5 separate regions of the Mus musculus genome follow, and all the other regions are linked to region 3. The links are chromatin contacts, called in public Hi-C and HiChIP or PLAC-seq maps. All regions are on one chromosome and are shown on one strand. Each heading gives the region's core, a stretch centred on a gene start, on an enhancer-like site or on the middle of the called end of the contact. The rest is flanking DNA. Distances are from core to core; before and after follow the strand shown.

What was found. Hi-C and Micro-C count contacts between places; a contact is called where the count stands out from the background. HiChIP or PLAC-seq counts read pairs in DNA pulled down with a chosen protein or histone mark.
Region 1: a contact with region 3 is called in an H3K4me3 HiChIP or PLAC-seq map of bone marrow-derived macrophages, with 2.6 times the contacts expected there. The contact joins the promoter of Tfpt here to the enhancer-like site in region 3. A contact is called at or near these places in 6 of 39 promoter capture datasets (the 3T3-L1 cell line, the HPC-7 cell line, HPC-7-derived erythroid cells and 4 more), 1 of 115 datasets of contacts at active chromatin or transcription factors (bone marrow-derived macrophages) and 2 of 9 other capture datasets (embryonic stem cells and pancreatic islet).
Region 2: an H3K4me3 HiChIP or PLAC-seq map of bone marrow-derived macrophages shows a contact between it and region 3, with 5 times the contacts expected there. The contact joins the promoter of Eps8l1 here to the enhancer-like site in region 3. A contact is called at or near these places in 17 of 39 promoter capture datasets (the 3T3-L1 cell line, 3T3-L1-derived adipocytes, the C10 cell line and 9 more), 4 of 15 datasets of contacts at CTCF or cohesin (embryonic stem cells, large pre-B cells and stem cell-derived epiblast-like cells), 5 of 484 Hi-C or Micro-C datasets (Sertoli cells, cerebral cortex and embryonic stem cells), 7 of 115 datasets of contacts at active chromatin or transcription factors (bone marrow-derived macrophages, embryonic stem cells and stem cell-derived neural progenitor cells) and 3 of 9 other capture datasets (adipose tissue, embryonic stem cells and liver).
Region 4: a contact with region 3 is called in a Hi-C map of bone marrow-derived macrophages, with 16 read pairs. The contact joins two enhancer-like sites. A contact is called at or near these places in 8 of 15 datasets of contacts at CTCF or cohesin (CD8 T cells, the NIH/3T3 cell line, embryonic stem cells and 4 more), 13 of 484 Hi-C or Micro-C datasets (the G1E-ER4 cell line, Sertoli cells, bone marrow-derived macrophages and 6 more), 4 of 115 datasets of contacts at active chromatin or transcription factors (Th17 cells, embryonic stem cells, large pre-B cells and 1 more) and 2 of 9 other capture datasets (embryonic stem cells and liver).
Region 5: a contact with region 3 is called in an H3K4me3 HiChIP or PLAC-seq map of bone marrow-derived macrophages, with 4 times the contacts expected there. The contact joins two enhancer-like sites. A contact is called at or near these places in 18 of 39 promoter capture datasets (the 3T3-L1 cell line, 3T3-L1-derived adipocytes, the C10 cell line and 11 more), 2 of 15 datasets of contacts at CTCF or cohesin (large pre-B cells and pro-B cells), 3 of 484 Hi-C or Micro-C datasets (the G1E-ER4 cell line, the HPC-7 cell line and pre-B cells), 5 of 115 datasets of contacts at active chromatin or transcription factors (bone marrow-derived macrophages and embryonic stem cells) and 3 of 9 other capture datasets (embryonic stem cells, liver and macrophages).

The regions. Positions count from the first base shown.
Region 1 is chr7:3,627,988-3,631,750 of GRCm38.p6, reverse strand. It overlaps Tfpt (TCF3 (E2A) fusion partner), which reads left to right and starts at 1,822. Exons shown (of 6, transcript NM_001290381.1): 1 at 1,822-2,199; 2 at 2,665-2,923. The coding sequence starts at 2,177. Prpf31 (pre-mRNA processing factor 31) reads right to left here and starts at 1,766. Exons shown (of 14, transcript NM_027328.4): 1 at 1,695-1,766; 2 at 1,009-1,193; 3 at 846-906. The coding sequence starts at 1,185. It overlaps Gm15927 (a long non-coding RNA gene), which reads left to right. Exons shown (of 6, transcript XR_003946711.1): 6 at 348-680.
Region 2 is chr7:4,458,960-4,462,871 of GRCm38.p6, reverse strand. It overlaps Eps8l1 (EPS8-like 1), which reads right to left and starts at 2,175. Exons shown (of 20, transcript NM_001374622.1): 1 at 1,848-2,175. The coding sequence starts at 1,993. It also overlaps a transcript of Rdh13 not described here.
Region 3 is chr7:4,032,321-4,036,235 of GRCm38.p6, reverse strand. All of the region lies in intron 2 of Lair1 (leukocyte-associated Ig-like receptor 1), which reads left to right. Among named protein-coding and RNA genes, the nearest start is that of Lair1, 29 kb to the left of the region's middle. Within about 2 kb of position 1,790, at least 2 of the 459 cell types and tissues checked have an H3K27ac peak or open chromatin away from gene starts, as enhancers often do. A contact at or near this core is called in bone marrow-derived macrophages, where this site is marked.
Region 4 is chr7:4,426,155-4,429,833 of GRCm38.p6, reverse strand. Rdh13 (retinol dehydrogenase 13 (all-trans and 9-cis)) reads left to right here. Exons shown (of 7, transcript NM_175372.4): 7 at 2,032-3,679. The coding sequence ends at 2,276. Among named protein-coding and RNA genes, the nearest start is that of Rdh13, 18 kb to the left of the region's middle. Within about 2 kb of position 2,368, at least 196 of the 459 cell types and tissues checked have an H3K27ac peak or open chromatin away from gene starts, as enhancers often do. A contact at or near this core is called in bone marrow-derived macrophages, where this site is marked.
Region 5 is chr7:4,524,585-4,528,287 of GRCm38.p6, reverse strand. Dnaaf3 (dynein, axonemal assembly factor 3) reads left to right here. Exons shown (of 12, transcript NM_001033548.3): 5 at 178-335; 6 at 664-846; 7 at 1,069-1,194; 8 at 1,299-1,421; 9 at 1,757-1,874. Among named protein-coding and RNA genes, the nearest start is that of Tnni3, 3.9 kb to the right of the region's middle. Within about 2 kb of position 1,782, at least 294 of the 459 cell types and tissues checked have an H3K27ac peak or open chromatin away from gene starts, as enhancers often do. A contact at or near this core is called in bone marrow-derived macrophages, where this site is marked.

The DNA.
Region 1 (3,763 bases), core at 573-3,072, 400 kb after region 3:
TCCCTGACCCAATGCAGGGTTAGTCAGTCCCTTCTGTAGGGACTACAGAGTGGGCATGGTTGCTTCTGCCTCACACTCAGGAGGCTGAAAAAGGATGGTTGCTGAGAGTTCAAGGCCACTATAGGCTACCTAGTAACTTCTAGGCCAGTCTGAACTTCAGAGTGAAACCTTGTCTCCATATTTAAAAATATACGTACATACATGTGTACACACCCTGTCTGTGGATGTGGAAAAGGTCCTATAGTTCAGAGAACCCAGAGACAAGTCTTCTCACAATTAGAAAACACATCAGTTTTATAGTACAATATGCATGTTTATTTTTCTTTCTTCCTTTTTTTTAAACATAGGTGTTGTCTCACTTTCTTCTAAAAAAAATGTATGTATGCGTTTTGCCTGATGTGCATAATATATATATAATGCCCATGGAGAGCAGAAGATGTCAGATCACCAAGAACTGGAGTTACAGATAGTTATGACCCATGTGGATGCTAAGAACTAAACCCAAGACCTCTGGAAGAGCAGCAGATACTCTTAACTATCTCTCCAACTCCATGAATGTACCTATTTCTGAGACAGGGTTTTACCCAGGCTGACTCTGACCAGACTGGACTTGAACTCATTCATGTACCTGCTGCCTCAGTCTCCTAAGTGGTGAGATATAAACACATATCATGTCTGGGTACAATGCAGTATGTTTTCAGAGGGTCAGTAACTGGATTTAAAAAAAAAAAGAAGAATGAATGCTCTGAGGAAAGCTGAGGAGGGAGACACTTGGTGATAAAACCATAAGGAGCAAGAGAGTCGGGGAGTCAGAATGGGCAGAGGAAAGTGAGGGTGGGAGGCACCTTCCGACACGTTGGCTTGCTTGCTGATATACTCCTCAATCTTCATCATGATCTCAGCAAACTGATGAGGAAGGAGAGCACAGTCAGAAACTAGGCCTCTCAGAAAGAACTGCTCTCCGGCCACTCCTCCCTAGGAACGCTGACTTAAAGGGTGCCACCTCACCATCTTGCTGTCCCATAGCTTGGCAATGCTCTTGACTGAATCTCCAGAAAGATCCAGCTGGGTCTCCTCCTGTACATCCTCAATTGCTGGCTCCTCCTCCTCTTCTCCATAGCTTCCTCCTTCCTCTTCTTCTGCTGCCTCCTCGAGGTCAGCCAAGAGCTCATCAGCCAGAGACATCCCAAGGCCTATGGGAAAGGGAGAATGGGGTTCCCTAATACTGCATCTTGACCCTGTCCACTCATATCACCAGAAGGAGCACCTTCTCCCGGATCCCCTTAAGTTTCTTCTTCATCAGCTCCTGTAGCCGCACGCAGGCTCCACAGCTTGCTTAGTTCACGGAGGTTGTCTCCTGTTCCTACCCACACAGAACACAGCACATCCCTCCAGGTACCACCTGACCTGGCAACTTTTCCCCACACCTCTGGGTCTTTGAGCAACTATTCATCTTTGCCTAACCCGGCTCTTTGCTCCCTCACCCTGCCTTCAGTTCTTTCATTCCACCCGTCTGGCCCACGTGCCATATTTCAGCCTAAAGTTATGCTGTGATCCACTCACGTCTTGAATATTAGTTCTAAGGCGCTCCATACGTTTAATATTATTATTTATACTATGATTTAAGTCGCCCGCTACACTTTCTCCTCCAGTAGCTTGGCTTCCGGCCATCCCTTCTTCTCCATCACACTCACCGCTTCGATCCTCTCACAATCGTTTCCAAGAAATCTGCTTCCCCAGAGCTTCGGCTCTCTTTGATGACGTTTACTTGCCGCCGATAAATCTGTGTTTTGATTGGCCGTTTACGACATTTCCGGCAGCGTTTGGACAACAACTTTATTAGCAGCCGCCTCGCGGGACGGCGACCGGGAGTGCTGGGTTCTAGGGCTAGGGGAAGTCGTACGTCGCCGTGGATTGAGCCTGCTAAACAGAGATTCGCTTTGGCTAGTCGACACTGCGACAAGACAGGAGTAAAGAAGGTGACAACGTGGACGATCGGTGCAGGCGCTAGAGGATAAACCGAAGGCTTCAAGCCGCAATTTGGAGTCGGGTGCAAACGAAGGCAGAGTAGGAAACTTTAATTCCCAGTTTTCCTGTGTCGCAAGGCCTGATGGGAGAGGTAGTTTTGCGCAAGACTCCACCTCTCTGAGGCTTGAGGTGTCTCTTGACCAGAGAAATGGAGTTGGAACAGAGAGAGGGGTGAGTAGCTGAGCTTTGTGTAAACGGGGACTCCAAAAACAGCAACGATCGGCTGTAGTGCTCTCAGGGACGATGGGGAAGTTCGTGCAGTTGCTTTCTTTTCGAATCTCTGTGGGAGAACCGGAGGCAGTACTGGAGCATCGTAGGGGAGATTTGGAATTTGCTGTTCTTATGGATCTGAGAGCAAGGAGATTGGAGTGTGGGCTCCAAAGTCTGAGGGAGGAGGCTAGGGTCTGATTCCTCATTGTTAGGGACGAGGACTGGGGCCTGGATCCCTGGCAGTGACCAAGAAGGGCTAGGGTCTGGGCTTCTTGGTAGGAGGGAGGAGGGCTAGAGTCTGGGCTGCTGGGTGTGATGGAGGAGAGGGCTAGGATCTGGGCTCCAGGCTGGGGCCTGGACCTAAGTCCCCCTGGGAGGGACTTGGAGAGCCAGAATATAGGCTCCTAAAACTTCTTGGCCCTACAGGACCATGGCAGCCGTGGGCTTTGAAGAGTTCTCAGCGCCACCAGGCTCAGAGCTGGCTCTGCCTCCCCTGTTTGGTGGCCACATCCTAGAAAGTGAGCTAGAGACAGAAGTGGAATTTGTGTCCGGTGGTCTGGGTGATTCAGGACTCCGGGAGCGAGATGAAGAGGAAGAGGCAGCCCGGGGTCGAAGGCGTCGCCAGCGGGAACTAAATCGTAGAAAGTACCAGGCACTAGGTCGGCGCTGCCGGGAGATCGAGCAGGTAGGTAAGTGTGGATTCCCATTTGGGGGTCCTCTCGCCAGAACTGCCGCCTCGCTGCCGATGCCAACACCACCCCCTCCTCATACCGCCTCCTCCTCCTCCTCATGTCCTTCTTTTTCCCTTTCCTTTTGTACTTGAACAAGTGAACAGATCCATGTGGGTCTAAGTCTGTGCCAGGCACCCTAAGTAGTCTCTTCCAGAATATTTATATTCATTACTTTTCTTGTTGTGACCTGGGAAAAGCAACTTGGGGAAAGGCTTACATTGACTTGGAGTTTAAGGATCTGTGGCGGCAGAGAAGACACAGTGTCAGGGGCATGAGACAGTTGGTGATGTTGCATCCATAGGCAGGAAGCAGAGAGATGGAGAGATGACTACTGGCACTCAGCTTGACTTTCCCTTTTTATTCAGTTTATTCCAGCCCATGATATGGTGCTGCCCACATTTAGAGTAGATCTTCCTACCTCAATTAACCCACATGCCAAAGACATGCATAGGGTCTTGTCTCTTAGGTGATTTTTAGATCTTGTCAAGTTGAAAAATCAGTAATAACCATCACAGCATCAGATACTCTGCCTCTGGTATGTCACAGGTGACTCTCAGATTTCATTCACAGCCTCTCACCTAAGGCACCTCCAGGCTTGCCTACTCTGCCTCTTGAACCTCACTTGGGTCCTTCTTTTCTCAGATTAACTCATCGCGTGAGTCTTTAGTTCACCTCCTTAGTAAGAAGGAGGAAGGAGCTATGGGCAGAATGTAAGTAGGTCTTAGTAAGTCAGGAACACCAGAGAAGAAGTTTGGAATTTGCGCTTTGGATGAATGGGAGCTGGCAAGGGGTTT
Region 2 (3,912 bases), core at 926-3,425, 430 kb before region 3:
TGATATCAATTGCTGGGTGGCAAGGCCTTTATTCACCGCACCATCTTGCTGGCCCATATTAAGTAAGAAGAGATTTGTCGAAGTCGATTGCTGGTTAGTGGATGTAATGTTAGTTTCAAAGCCTGCAAAACAGAGGGCAGATTGGAAGCCAATTCCTTGTCTCTCTCCTTCTTCCGTTCTGTAATTCCCAGCTCATCCACCCACTCACTATCATTTCTTACCTGGCAAACCCCAATCTACCACAGGGCTTTTGCTCCAAGTGACACCTATTCAAAGAGGCCTGGCTGATCACCGATTTAAAACGACAATCCTCATCTCTTCATCTTTGATGTGTGTGTGAACATGTGTGTATGTGTGTGCAAGCACGTGCATACACACTTGCTTGTATGCATACTTGTGTATAAAGGGAGGTGCCATTTGTCACGGTGTGTATATGGTAGTCAGAGGACAACCTCAGGTATCAGTCCTTACCTCCCATCTTGTTTGAGGCAGGGTCTCTTTTGCTGCTCGCCAGGGTAGCTGACCTATGAGTCTCAGGGAATTCTCTTCTCTCTGTCTCCCATTTTACTGCAGGAACATTGCCATTCTAGAATCACATTATCACACCCAACTTTATACGGGACCTGGGGATTTAAGCTGAGGTCCTCATGTTTGCGCAGCTAGCTTATACTTTACCTCCTGAACCATCTCCCCTTAAATTCCATTATTTGTTCACGGTTTACTTTGTGCCTTCCCTCCTTAGAATGTGAACTTTGGCATGGCCAGGACTGGGCGCTTAGATCACTGCTGACTGGTTTGCCATGGGGGTTTTGAAAGGAGACCCTGGCCACTGCAGACATCCTGTGAGAAGAAGGGGTATGAGTCACCCTGAATGGTGTGATTAGGAGCACAGGATGATGGCAGGGAGGAGGGGACCTGGGGTCTCAGGGAAGACCACATACCCAGCAATAAGGGCCTCACACTTATGCTACAAACAGGGATAGGCCATCCATACTGTTTTTTGGTTTTTTGGCTCCTGCTAATGTTCTTACCATGTCACAATGTTTCTTTCTGAGCTATTGTGTATGTACAAGAGTTTGAAGGAAGGTATAGATGATCATGAACCACATGGCTGGAGAAACAACCCAGGCTCAGAGTGTGAAGCCAACACAGGAGGACTCAGGAACCCAACCCGAGACACAATCACAAAGGGTCTGGCTGAGCCGAGGCCCCTTCGTTATGTATAGGGAGAAAAGTTGTCTGAGAAAGTTATTGGTTGTGACCTCAGGAGCCTGATTTCAGGGTCTGAGGGAGGAGGGCTGGAGTTCAGAGCCTCTTATGAGTCTGAGAGAGGCAGGCTTCTGGATATGAAAAAGGGGGCTGGGGGCAAACTCCTGGGTCTGAGAGAGGAGGGTTGTGGGCTGGACTCCTGGGTCTGAGAGAGGAGGGTTGTGGGCTGGACTCCTGGGTCTGAGAGAGGAGGAATGGATTGTGGACTCTGAGGGAGGAGGGCTGAGGTCTGGACTCTCAGGTCTGAGGGAGGAGGGCTGGGGCTGGACTTCTGAGTCTGAGGGAGGAGGTCTGAACCTTTCTTCTCTTTGAAGAGAGAACAAGGAGGAGTCCCACCCACTGTCCACCCTACTCTCCGGTCCTTCTGCTGCTACTTCTGGTTGTGTGCAGTACAGGTAACCCTGAAACCTGACTCTCCACCCTCATTCCAGAGCAGAGGTTTTTCCTCCTTTCTTGGCAGCAGAGGAAAACCCCTCCCTCCCTCCCTCTCTCTTAACTGTAGCTTTGGCTCCCAAAGTCAAGCGAGGCTCCCACCTGTGGCTATCCTGACTCAGCCTCACAGGGTGGACGAAACTCACCTGAGGACTCTCTCCCTGAAGAAGTCTTTCCAGCCCCATGCCTGCTCATTCAGCCATGCTGGGCCTCCAGCGAAGCTGATAATTCCCCACCCTGTGTCCGCCCTGGCTCGCTGTAGTTCAGGAGGTGGAATTTTCCTCTTTTGCATTGAGAGTCCTTCTGAAGTATCAAATGTAGGGCCTTGATGTACTGACCCTTGTCACCTTTCTTATCTCTACCCTCCCGACTCCGAACTCATACCCCTCCAACGAGGAAATCCTTCCAGGGGAGAAAAATCAAGCTCACAGTTAAGGGGGACTGTGGCTGGTTATCAGGGAGGGTGGGTGTGGGAAGCCGCCCCCACATTCGCCGTCACAAGATGGCGCTGACATCCTGTGTTCTAAGTTGGTAAACAAATAATCTGCGCATGAGCCAAGGGTATTTACGACTACTTGTACTCTGTTTTTCCCGTGAACGTCAGCTCGGCCATGGGCTGCAGCCAATCAGGGAGTGATGCGTCCGAGGCAATTGTTGTTCTCTTTAAAGAGGAAAGGGGTTTCGTTTTCTCTCTCTCTTGCTTCGCTCTCTCTTGCTTCTTACGCTCTGGCCCCATAAGATGTAAGCAATAAAGCTTTGCCGTAGAAGATTCTGGTTGTTGTGTTCTTCCTGGCCGGTCGTGAGAACGCGTCGAATAACAATTGGTGCCGAATTCCGGGACGAGAAAATCCGGGACGAGAAAAAACTCCGGACTGGCGCAGGAGGGATACTTCATTCCAGAACCAGAACTGCGAATCAAGGTTATAAGGTTCCCGTAACACAGACTGTTGAGAAGGATTCAACTGCCGAATTCAGAACTCATCAGCTGGGGAACGACGGTGATAAAGGTTCCCGTAAAGCAGACTGTTAAGAAGGATTCAACTGTATGAATTCAGAACTTTTCAGCTGGGGAACGAGGTAAGTCTGATCTTGAACTTTCTAAGGAAATTCAAGACAGTCTATCAGAAGTAAAGTGGAAAATGGCTTTACAAGTTAGGTTTGGCCTTGAATTTTTTCTGGTGTTAGGAGCCCTTTTGTTCCTTTTCACATGTTATATAGTGCTTAAGATAGGGCTGAAAATTCTAGAGGAAATTCAGGACAGTCTATCAGAAGTAAAGCGGGGAGAGAGAGTAGGAGCAAGGAGAAACGGTAAGTATACAGGCCTTTCCAAGGGTCTTGAACCCGAGGAAAAGTTAAGGTCAGGTAGGAATACCTGGGGAGAGATTAGAAGGAAGAAAAAGAAAAAAGAAAAGAAAAAAGATCAATTAGCGGAGGTCTCTAGGAGATACTCGTCACTAGATGAGCTCAGGAAGCCAGCTCTTAGTAACTCTGAAGCAAGTGAAGAATCCTCCTCTGAGGAAACAGACTGGGAGAAAAAAGCGGCTCATTATGAAAGAAAAGGATACCAGCCGCCAAGTAAAGTGCTAACTAGTCATTTAAGGAAAAAGCCAAAAGCGGCTGGCGAAGGCCAGTTTGCTAATTGGCCTCAGGGCAATCGGCTACCAGGTGCACTCCCGCCCTATGCGGAGTCCCCGCCCTGCGTAGTGCGTCAGCCCGTAGTGCGTCAGCAATGCGCAGAGAGGCAGTGCGCAGACTCATTCATTCCCCGAGAGGAACAAAGAAAAATACAACAGGCATTTCCAGTCTTTGAAGGAGCCGAGGGTGGGCGTGTCCACGCTCCGGTAGAATATGTGCAGATTAAATATGGAATCAATGCTAATTTTGCCTTGGTGCAGTTGGACAGGCTTGCCGGCGTGGCACTGACTCCTGCCGACTGGCAAATGATTGCAAAAGCCGCTCTCCCTAGTATGGCCAAATATGTGGAATGGCGAGCTCTGTGGCAGGAGGCGGCACAGGCGCAGGCCCGAGCAAACGCTGCTGCTTTAACTCCAGAGCAGAGAGATTGGACTTTTGACTTGTTAACGGGTCAGAGAGCTTATTCTGCTAAACCTGATAAGAGGTATCAATGGAAGGTCTTACCACAGGGAATGTCCAATAGTCCTACTATGTGTCAACTTTATGTACAAGAAGCTCTTTTGCCAGTGAGGGAAC
Region 3 (3,915 bases), core at 541-3,040:
TCTGGAACTTACTATGCAGACCAGGCTGGCACTGCTTCTGCATCCTGATTGTTTAGATTAAATGTATGCACCACTACTCCCAGCCTTAACCAATCTATTTGCATAAATTTATGCTTACATCTCTCTAAAGTCTTCCCTTTCTTACTCTTTGTTGCCTTCCCCCATGTCTCCTCTGCCTATGGCTCTCACCCTTCTTGGCACCACAAGGATTGCTCCTTGCCATATAGAAGCACAAATATCATCTTTCTGTTTACTACAATTTGAAAGTTTTATCCAGAAGCATTTATTTTTGTTTTTCCTAGAGGCTTTACTTTTTTCCCCCAATTTCCTGTAACTCCTCAAACAGTCTTTTCTGTCCTTGTAAACTGGGCACCATCCACCACCCCTTTTCTTATTTTACTTTGTAAAATTCTTCTCTCATCCTGACTGTAGTTTCCCCTTTCTTCCTTCCCTGTGTCTTCCCTTTCCCAGACACACCAACTGCCTCCCCTAAGAAAAGATCAGGCCTCCCAGGGACATCATACAAACATAGCATAATGAGCTGCAATAAGACCAGAGACATTCCATCACATCAATGCTGGACAAGGCAACCCAGTAGGAAGAAAGGGATCCCACTAGCAGGCAAAGAATCAGGAACAAAAGCCTCAGTTACCACTGTTAGGAGTCCCACAAGAACATCAAGTTACTCATAGTCAATATCTATAGCTATATGTATCTATATATTTGCATATAGATATATTATGTTGTATATATCTATCTTTATCTCTCTCTATATCTCTATCTATCTATCTATCTATCTATCTATCTATCTATCTATCTATCATCAATTAGCTAGATCAGACCCTACAGGCTCCATGATCTCTGCTAGACTCCATGAGTCTCAGTCCGTTGTTTCTGTGTGCCATGTTCCTGTGGTGTCTTTGAGTTTTCTGCTTCCTCCAATATTTCCTCTCCCTCCTCTAAAGGACTCCCCAAGCTCTTTCTACTGTTTGGCTGTGGGATTCTGCATCTGCTCCCATCAGTTGCTGGATGAAGTCTCTCTGGTCTCTTTGATAATGATTCTGCTAGGCTCCAGTACCAACACACTTTCAGACAAACTGTAGGTGGAGGGTTTTATGGTTGGATTGGTATTTCAGTCCTTCCACCAGAGGCCCTACCTGGTTATAACACATGGCTGGTTCAGGCTCTGTGTGCCCCATTAATAGGAATCGTTGTTAGGTTTGCTCAAGTAGATCCCATGGAGTTTCGATTGCAGTTTCCCCTTTCTTCCTTCCCTGTGTCTTCCCTTTCCCAGACACACCAACTGCCTCCCCTAAGAAAATATCAGGCCTCCCAGGGACATCATACAAACATAGCATAAAAACCATGCCTCCGAAATGCCCTTTCCCCGATTCCATTTCAGTTTCCCAGTATTTTTCCCCTACTCCCCCACCTGGTCCCTCCTGGTCCCAATTGCTCCTGTCCACCTGTGAAATCTATTTCCCTTCCTCAGGGATATCTTTTCATCCTCCCATGAAGCCCCCTTGTCATTTAAACTCTCTGGGTCTGTGGGCTATAGATGATTGTCTTTTAGTTTACAGATAAATCCACTTATAAGTGAATATATAATATGTTTGTTTTTCTGGGTCTGGGTTACCTCACTCAGGATGATGTTTTTTCTACTTCTATCTATGTAGCATACAAACTTCAAGAAGCCATTATTTTTAACCACTGACTAATACTCCATTGTGTATAATACCATATTTTCTTTTTCCGTTCACCAGTTGAGCAACATCTAGGTTGGTTCCAGTTTCTGGCTAGTATGAATAAAGCTGCTTGCTATAAACATAGTGGCTGTATAAATTTCCATTCCCACCAACAATGGAGAAGTGTTTCCCTTGCTCTACATCTTTGCCCTATTCCTTGGGTTGTTGATCCTAGCCATTGTGACATGTATAACCTAGAATCTCAAATTTGTTTTGATTTGCATTTCCCTGGTGGCTAGGGATGTAGAACATTTTTGTCAGTGCCTCTCAGCAATTTGATATTTCTCTGTTGAGAATTCTCTTATTAAATCTGTACCCTATTTTCTAATTGGATTATTTAACTTATTGATGTCTGTTTTCTTGAATTCTTTAATTATTTTGGATATTAGCTCTCTGTCAGATGTGGAGGTGGTGACAACCCTTTCCCATTCTGTGGGCTCCAGTTTTGTCCCATTGATAGTGTCCTTTGCCTTACAGAAGCTTTCAGTTTCATGAGGTCCCATTTATTAGTTGTTATCTCAGTGCCTGTGCTATTGGTGTTCTAGTCAGGAATTTGTTTCCTGTGCCAGTGCCTTCAAGGCTATCCCCCATTTTCTGTTCTATCTGGTTTAATGAATGTGGTTTTATCTTTAGGTATTTAATTCATTTGGAGTTTGTTTTTGTGCAGGGTAATAGATATGGATTTATCTGCCTTCTTCTACATGCCAATATCTGGTTAGATCAGCACCAATTGTTGAAAATGCTTTCTTTTTTCATTGTATATTTCTGGCTCCTTTATAAAAAATCATATGTGCATAGGTAAATGGATTTTCTTCTATTTCTTTGACTTGATTCCACTGATAAAAATAATATGTCTGTTTTTATGCCAACACCATGCAGTTTTGTATTACAGCTTGAGATCAAAGATGGTGATACCTCTAGAAGATTTTTTTGTTGCATAGAATTTCTTTAGTTATTTTTTCCTTTCTGTTTCTCCAATAATGAGTTCAGCATTTTTCCTTCAAAGTCTGTAAAGAATTGTTTTGGAATTTTGATAGAATTTATGTTGAATTTGTAGATTGCTTTTGGTAAGAAGGCCATTTTTATTATGTCAATCCTACCAATCCCTGAGTATGGGAGATCTTTCCATCTTCTGATATCTTCTTCAATTTCTTTCTTCAAAGACTTGACATTCTTGTCATACTAGTCTGTCACTTGCTTGGTTAGAGATACTGCAAGATACATTATTTGTAACTATTTTGAAAGGTATTTTTTCCATAGTTTCTTTCTTAGCCCATTTGTTATTTGTGTACAGAAGGGTTACTGGTGCCCCCCCCCCCTTGGAGTGGTTCTTATATCTAGCCACTTTGCTGAAGGTGTTTATCAGCTGTCAGAGTTCTCTGGTAGGGCCCTGGGATTTATTTATTTTTCCAATTGGGAGATTTTAATGACTTTCTATTTCCTTAGGGATTATAGGTCAATTTAAATTGTTTATCTGATCTTAATTTAACTTTGGTAAGCGGTATTTATCAAGGAAATTGCCTATTTCTTTTAGATTTTCCAATTTTATGGAGTATAAGCTTCTGAAGTATGACCTAATTATTATTTGAATTTCCTTGGTGTCTGTTGTTATGTCTCCCCTTTCCTTTCTGATTTTGTTAATTTGAATATTCTCTCTTTGTCTTTTAGTTAGATTGGACGAGGGTCTGTCTATCTATTGATTTTTCTCAAAAAAAAACTTTAAAAATTTTGATTCTTTGTTTTATTCTCTTTGTTTCTAATTTACTGATTTCAGCTCTCACCTTATTTCCTTTCATCTACTCCTCTTGGGTGTGTTTGCTTCTTTTTCTTCTAGAGCTTTCAGGTATGCTGTTAAGTTGCTAGTATGAAATCTTTCCAAGTTCTTTCTCTCTCTTTTTCTTTCTTGATTCTAAAGACAGGGTTTCTCTGTGCAGCACTGGCTTTCCCAGAACTCTCTCTGTAGACCAAGCTGGCCTTGAACTCACAGAAATCTACCTGTCTCTGTGATTAAAGACTTGTGCCACCATACAGCTCTCTTTCTTTCTTCTTTTTTTTTTTTTTAAGGACACTCATTTTTAAAAAATAATTTGTTTATTTTCTATCTTATATGCAGTAGTGTTTTATCTGAATGTATGTCTGTGTGAAGATGTCAGATCTTGGATTTATAGAC
Region 4 (3,679 bases), core at 1,119-3,618, 390 kb before region 3:
ATGTACCTTCCAGTCTTTTTTTAAAAAAGATTTATTTATTTATTTATTTAATGTATATATATGAGTACACTATAGCTGTACTGATGGTTGTGAGCCATCATGTGGTTGCTGGGAATTTGAACTCAGGACCTCTGCTCGCTCCGGCCTAAAGATTTATTTATTATTATATCTAAGTACACTGTAGCTATCTTCAGACGCACTAGAAAAGGGCGTCAGATCTCATTACGGATGGTTGTGAGCCACCGTGTGGTGACTGGGATTTGAACTCAGGACCTTCGGAAGAGCATCAGTGCTCTTAACCACTGAGCCATCTCTTCAGCCCACACCTCCTAGTTTTAATAGCCTCTTACTGTATAGACCAGATTTTGATCCTCCTGCCTCTACTTCCTGAGTGCTAGGATCACGGACATGCCTCGCCATGCTTGTTGCATTGAGTATTAGTGTCAGGTCCATGATGGGTCTACCCTCACAGTCACTGGGAAAATCAGCCGAGTATGCCCATAAATTGCTCTGCACAGTGTCTGGCCAAGACTCTAGTCTGACCCACAGCCAAACATTAGGTGGAGAGAGCTTCAGTTGAAAAGCGTCATGGGATCACTTCTCTTGAAGCTTGGGAATCCCAGAGAAGAGGGGGAGAAAGAGTTGTAGGAGCCAGCAGGATTGAGAGTACCAGGAGAACACGGCCCACAGAATCAACTAAGTAGGGCTCATTCACAGAGACTGAAGCAGCTATCACCAAGCCTGCACAGGTCTGTGCTAGGTCCTCTGTGTATGCTATGGTTGTGCAGCTCATGTGGAATTGTGCCTAGTCTTAGTGTGTCTTGTTATGCTGTGTTCGGTTGATATTCCTGGGAGGCCCGCTCTTTCCTGAAGGGAAATAGAGGAGGAGTGGATCTGAGGGAGAGGGAAAGCAGGAAGGCAAACTGGGAGAGTGAAGGGAGGAGAGGCTGCGGTTGGGATCAACGGTGTGAGAGAAGAAGTACAAGAATGTAGTCTGAGTCAACAGAGCACTGTGGCAGGCATTCATAATGCCCGAGTCACTTAGTGGGCATGTATTAAGAATTTTAGCGTGAGAAGACCACAGAATCGAGGGCTGGAGATGTCGCTCAGTTGGCGAACTGCTTGGCTATCTTTCTGGAGCCCTGGGGTTGATCTCCAGCACCACATAAAATCAAACACTGGGATTTGCCTCCCAGCACTCTGCACATAGAGGCAGAGGGAAGGAATTTAAGTTCATCTTTGGCTGTATAGGGAGTTGAGGTCAGGGCCAACCTGGACTACACATGCCCTGCCTGAGACACATGCCCTGCCTGAGACACATGCCCTGCCTGAGACACATGCCCTGCCTGAGACACATGCCCTGCCTGAGACACATGCCCCTGCCTGAGACACATGCCCTGCCTGAGACACATGCCCTGCCTGAGACACATGCCCTGCCTGAGACACATGCCCTGCCTGAGACACATGCCCTGCCTGAGACACATGCCCTGCCTGAGACACATGCCCTGCCTGAGACACATGCCCTGCCTGAGACACATGCTCTGCCTGAGACACATGCCCTGCCTGAGACACATGCTCTGCCTGAGACACATGCCCTGCCTGAGACACATGCCCTGCCTGAGACACATGCCCTGCCTGAGACACATGCCCTGCCTGAGACACATGCCCTGCCTGAGACACATGCCCTGCCTGAGACACATGCTCTGCCTGAGACACATGCCCTGCCTGAGAGGAAAAGATTATTTCTAGGAACAATACATAGAATAGAGGAAAATGTGCTTTCATTTTTCTGGGAACACTCAGGGAGGCTTCCTATAGGAGGCCGCTTTTGGATTCATCTCTCCTTTTGGAGGAATTTGTGGGGTGTTGCCTGGGACGGGCCATTTAGGTAGAGAGAACTGCAGACACAAAGGCCTGGAGGTAGGTTCCCTGGGACTTCAGGGCAGCTTCCAGCCTCCAAGGCTGGGTTTTGGGTTCCCTGAGGGTGGAGCAGGGGATTTTTATTTTTGACTGTTCTGTGGTTGATTGTAGGGCCCTTCTTCTGGCTGCTGTTCAAGAGTCCCCAGCTGGCGGCCCAGCCCAGCACATATCTGGCCGTGGCAGAAGAACTGGAGAATGTTTCGGGGAAGTACTTTGATGGACTCAGAGAGAAGGCTCCATCTCCTGAGGCTGAAGATGAGGAAGTAGCCCGCAGACTTTGGACGGAAAGTGCCCGTTTGGTGGGCTTGGCCATGGCTCATGGATCCCCTGGGAGAGGACATGCCATTCCCAGATAACCTTCAGAGACCCAGATGGAGCTGTGTTACCAAGACTGCTGCTGGCCATGCTCTCATCATCCTCTAGGGGCAGTATTGGTACTATTAGAATCTCAAGACTGTGGATGTTGGCTGCCATGTCCTCATCATCCTTTAGGGACAGTGTTGCACTGTTAGAACTCAAGTCTGTGGATGCTGGCTGCTATGCCCTCATCATCCTCTAGGTGGCAATGTTAGTTCTAGCATTTATCGTTAGCTGGCTACATTGAGTTGGACCACAGGTAGGCACTGGCTCAGGGGATGGCAGGTCCATGTACTCTGTTGGTTACTGGGGAGATGGTCCATCAGGTGCCTCCTTTAGGAATCTAAAAGGGGAGGCTGATAGGGGAGACAGTCACTCTGGTTATGGGCAGTGTCCAAAGACAGTGGACACCAAAGCTGCTGTGGTGGACTGATTGGTCTACTGTTAAAGAGCAGGCATAGCTATAGATTTTTGTGGGCCCTTATATACTCCTGCCTCCTCTCTGACTTGGCTGTTGTTCTAGTTTGCTTTCTGTTGCTGTGATAAACACCATGACCAAAATCAACCTGGGGAGAAAAAGGGCTTATTTAACTCACAGGTTATAGTTTATCATGGAAGAGGCAAGCCAGGGCAGGAACTCAGGACAGTAACTTGAAGCAGATACCAATGGAGGTGTGCTCACAGGCATATGTCAGGTACCTTGCTTTTATTTTTATTATTATTATTATTATCTTTTTTTTTTTTTTTTTTTTTTTTACAGAGAGGGTCTCACTTTGTAACCCTGGCCTTCCTGGAACTTGCTATGTAGACTAGGCTGGCCTTGAACTCACAGAGATCTGCCATGCCTGGAATTAAAGGCATGTATTACTATGCCTGTCCCAGGTACCTGTGCAGGCCTACCTGTCCAAGGATGGCACCATCCACAGTGGGCGTCTACCTCCTACATCAGCTAGCAATCAAGAAAATGCTCCACAGACAATCCCTCAGGACAGTCTGGTCTAAGCAGCTCTTCACATGAGGGTCTCTCTCTGTCTTTTACGAATGTCAGGTTGACAACCAAATGAACCAGACAGCTCTTGATTGCAAACTGCAAAGGGTCACTGCTCCCTTAAGGATGGTGTGGGTCTGAAGCTCTCGCCAGACTCAGAAAGGGCAGCCGTGGACACCTTGTGTGCTGGACAGTGGCTGTGATCCAGTGGAAACCCTGGCAGACCCTGTCTTGGTTAGCCCCGAAGTGCTCAGGACAGAGTGGGATGAAAAGCTGCTAGCTGCTGCCACAGAAAACCAGCGTGACCTAGGATCAGGATCTCTCCAATTCCTGTGTAATTTTAACTGTAGACTCTTAAGCTTGTTGTTTGATTACAGTAACATGTTAGGGGTAGTGGCACATATCGGTAACTCC
Region 5 (3,703 bases), core at 533-3,032, 490 kb before region 3:
ATAAAAAGTTTAATTTATTAAAAGTATATTTTAAAGACAAGACTTGAGACTATATGTCAGCTTGCTTTGCTTTTGGGAAGTCCCAGCTTCAATCAGCAGTGCTGGGTGGTGGTTGCAGTTCCTGGATTGGTGCAGTTTGTCAAGTCTCCCTCCCTGTTTCATCCTTCCCTCCTCCAGAGCGGAGTGAGACCTTCCTGGAGCTGTGGGGGAACGCGCTGCTGCGACCCTCGGTAGCTGCCTTCCTGCGCGCTCAGGCTAGCCACCTGGCTAATCTGGTCCTGGAGCCTGATCGCCTGGAGGAGCAACTACCCTGGCTTAGTCTTCGGCTGCTCAAGGTGCCACAGCTGCCCACCTTTGTTGGAGGGAAGTGGAATTTGCTTGAAATTTGGGTGGCTGCAGGAAGAATGGAAATGAGCAGTTCAGAGGAATTGAGGGGCTGGAGCAGGCTGGCGTGTGTGTGTGTGTGTGTGTGTGTGTGTGTGTGTGTGTGTCCTAATTCCACAATTCCACCTCTGTAACTCCCACTACTGTGGCCTAGGGTTAGGGGAGACTTTGCTCTCTGTGCCTCATTTTTTCCGCCCCCATAATCACTACCACCTAATGGGATGGAAGGGGAGCCCTCACTGCGTCTCTGTCACTCTCCATGTTTTCCTGGCTGTGCAGTTCCGCGAGCGGGATGCCCTGGAGGCCGTGTTCCGTTTCTGGTCTGGTGGGGAGAAGGGACCTGAAGTCTTTCCCATGAGTCGCCTTTGGGACTCGAGGTTGCGCCACTACCTGGGTTCCCGCTACGATGCCCGGCGTGGTGTTGCCGACTGGGACCTACGCATGAAGCTGCATGATCGAGGGGTGAGGAAGCTTTGAAGCAGGTGGCCAGCATCTGAGTCCAGAGAGAAGGAAGAGGGCGGAGACTCCGCCCCCATATATGAGGAAGGGGGTCTAAACTCCTACCTAGGTCTGAGGAAGGAGGTCTGGACCCTGGAGTTTGAAGTTGGAGGAATTCCTATAGGTATAAGGTTGGGGTTCCTATACCAGATTAATCAGGGCCTTTTTCCCTATCCTCTACTCCAGGCCCAAGTTATCCATATCCAGGAATTCCGACGCTGGCGGGATACAGGTGTTGCCTTTGAACTCAGAGACTTGAGTGCTTACCATGTGCCCAACAGGACTCTGGCATCAGGTCGCCTCCTGAGCCACGTGCGTGTCTACCGCAGGCCTGGACTGCGTATTTTAGGTATCTACCAGTACAGGTCCCCAATTTGGACCTCACTTGCGATCTCATACCTTTGGTTTTTTTCCAGCGTGGGGAACGCGTGGCTGCGCGCGGATACTGGGGGGACATCGCCACGGGGCCCTTTATGGCTTTTGGCATCGAGGCGGACGACCAAAGCCTCTTACGGACGAGAAACGGACAACCAGTCAAGGTGTGGGCCTGGTGGGGCTAGGGTTAGGGCCAGCAGACAAGTTCCTGTTCTCGGCCTTCCAAGCCTGCCTTTTCCGCCTAGTAGCGCCAACGCTTTTTTGAGCTCCACCTCTTATTTTGGTCCAGTGTCTCCATCCAAGTAACAGGCTCTGTCCCCAACTTCTTGGTCCCTATCTTGGAGAGCTATGATCCAGTTCTCTTACTAAGTCCTAAATCCAGCCCCGGAAAAGTAACAAGGAATTCTAGTTTGGGGCTGGCTGTATACATTAAGCCCCGCCCCTACCCACCCCTATTGTTCAAAGCCTAACCTCTGCACCTCCCCCTTTCTCCCCGCAGACTGCGAGCGAGATCACGCAGCACAACGTCACAGAGCTGTTCCGAGAAGTAGCCGCCTGGAGGGGCCCGAGAGCCATCCAGGGGAATGTGGAGGAGACAGAGTCGCCCGAGCCAGATGGTAGGTAGCCAGCAGCTGCAAACTGCAGATAGTCACTGTTTTTTCCCCAAGCTTTGACGGAGCTGGTTTGGAATACCTGGACAGTTGCTCTCTCGTTGATATTCGTTCTCTTTTTCTCTCTTGTCCTCCCTTTCCCAAACCCTGAACCCCACCAGTAGGATTCTCAGCCCTCTCTGGAGTTCTAACTGGGAACCTTTACATTCCTCCCTACACCCTTTCCCTACATGGATTCTGGCTGTCCTTCTTTCTATTCCAGTCCTTAACTCACCTCTCCCTAGGTGCCTTCATTCAAGGGACCATTCACTTTCTTTCCTGTCTGTAAAATGGGTCTCTGCCTCGTGGGCCCACCTCCCCAGATTTGCAGCAATTCAGTTCAGCCAAAGGATTAAAAAAAAGGAAGGCTTCTAGAAAGACATGGAAGGTCGATAATATAGCTCAGCAAGGAGACGTGCTTGCCGTCAGGGCCTTGTAGCTCAAGTTCTATCCCTGGGATCCAAGTAATGGTGGACAGAGAGAGATGACTCAGTAAAGGTTGCCACCTGACCTACACACACTTACCGAGGCACACACCATCACCAAAATAAATAAATAAATAAATAAATAAAATAACTTTAAAGAAAAGGCTAAGAAAGTTGGGCGTGGACAGTGAATGCCTGTCACTCAGAAGGCTGAGGCAGGAGAAAATGCCTGGTTTGGGTCACAATTCCAGATATCTTCAGCTACAAGAGCCTGACTCAAAACAAAAGTAGAAAATAGGGAGTGTTGCCCCTTCTTAGAATTGGGAACAAAACACCCCATGGAAGGAGTTACAGAGACAAAGTTTGGAGCTGAGATGAAAGGATGAACCATCCAGACACTGCCCCACCCGGGGGTCCATCCCATAATCAGCCACCAAACGCAGACACTATTACATACGCCAGCAAGATTTTGCTGAAGGGACCCTGATATAGCTGTCTCTTGTGAGGCTAAGCCAGTGCCTGGCAAATACAGAAGTGGATGCTCACAGTCAGCTATTGGATGGATCACAGGGCCCCCAATGAAGGAGCTAGAGAAAGGACTCAAGGAGCTGAAAGGGTCTGCAACTCTATAGGTGGAACAACAATATGAACTAACCAGTACCCCCCAGAGCTCATGTCTCTAGCTGCATTTTTAGCAGAAGATGGCCTAGTTGGCCATCATTGGGAAGAGAGGCCCATTGGTCTTGCAAACTTTATATGCCCCAGTACAGGGGAATGCCAGGGCCAAGAAGTGGGAATGGGTGGGTAGGGGAATTGTGGGGGCGAGGGTATAGGGGACTTTCGGGATAGTATTTGAAATGTAAATGAAGTAAATACCTAATAAAAAATTGGAGGGAAAAAAAGAAGATAAGTATCCCAAGCTTTTGTCCCCGCTGGCAAGAACACACTCGGGACAACCGGAATCTTCTGCGGCAAAGCTTTATTGCTTACTTCTCAGGAAGACCCTGACCCCAGAAAATGGAGTCGCTTATATAGCCCTCAGCCATGGTGTTTCAGCACCTGATATGGCATGTCAGCTCCTGATTTGTTGCTCGCTCATCACCCCACTACTACGCCCTGAGATGGGCAGTGACTAGGAGTGAGTTCACTCTCGCACCTGCGTACAGGGCTTGTTTACTAGTTAGGCACAGCGGAGGCCAGCGCCATCTTATAATGGCGATTGCTCTCGGCACTGCTCTCCACAGATAAGGAGTGTAAATTCCAATATTCTTTGCAACTTGTGTGCACATCTCTTTGACTCTCAAGATTTATATTCATAGCCGGGCTGTGGTGGAGCACACCTTTAATCCCAGCACCTGGGAGGCAAAGGCA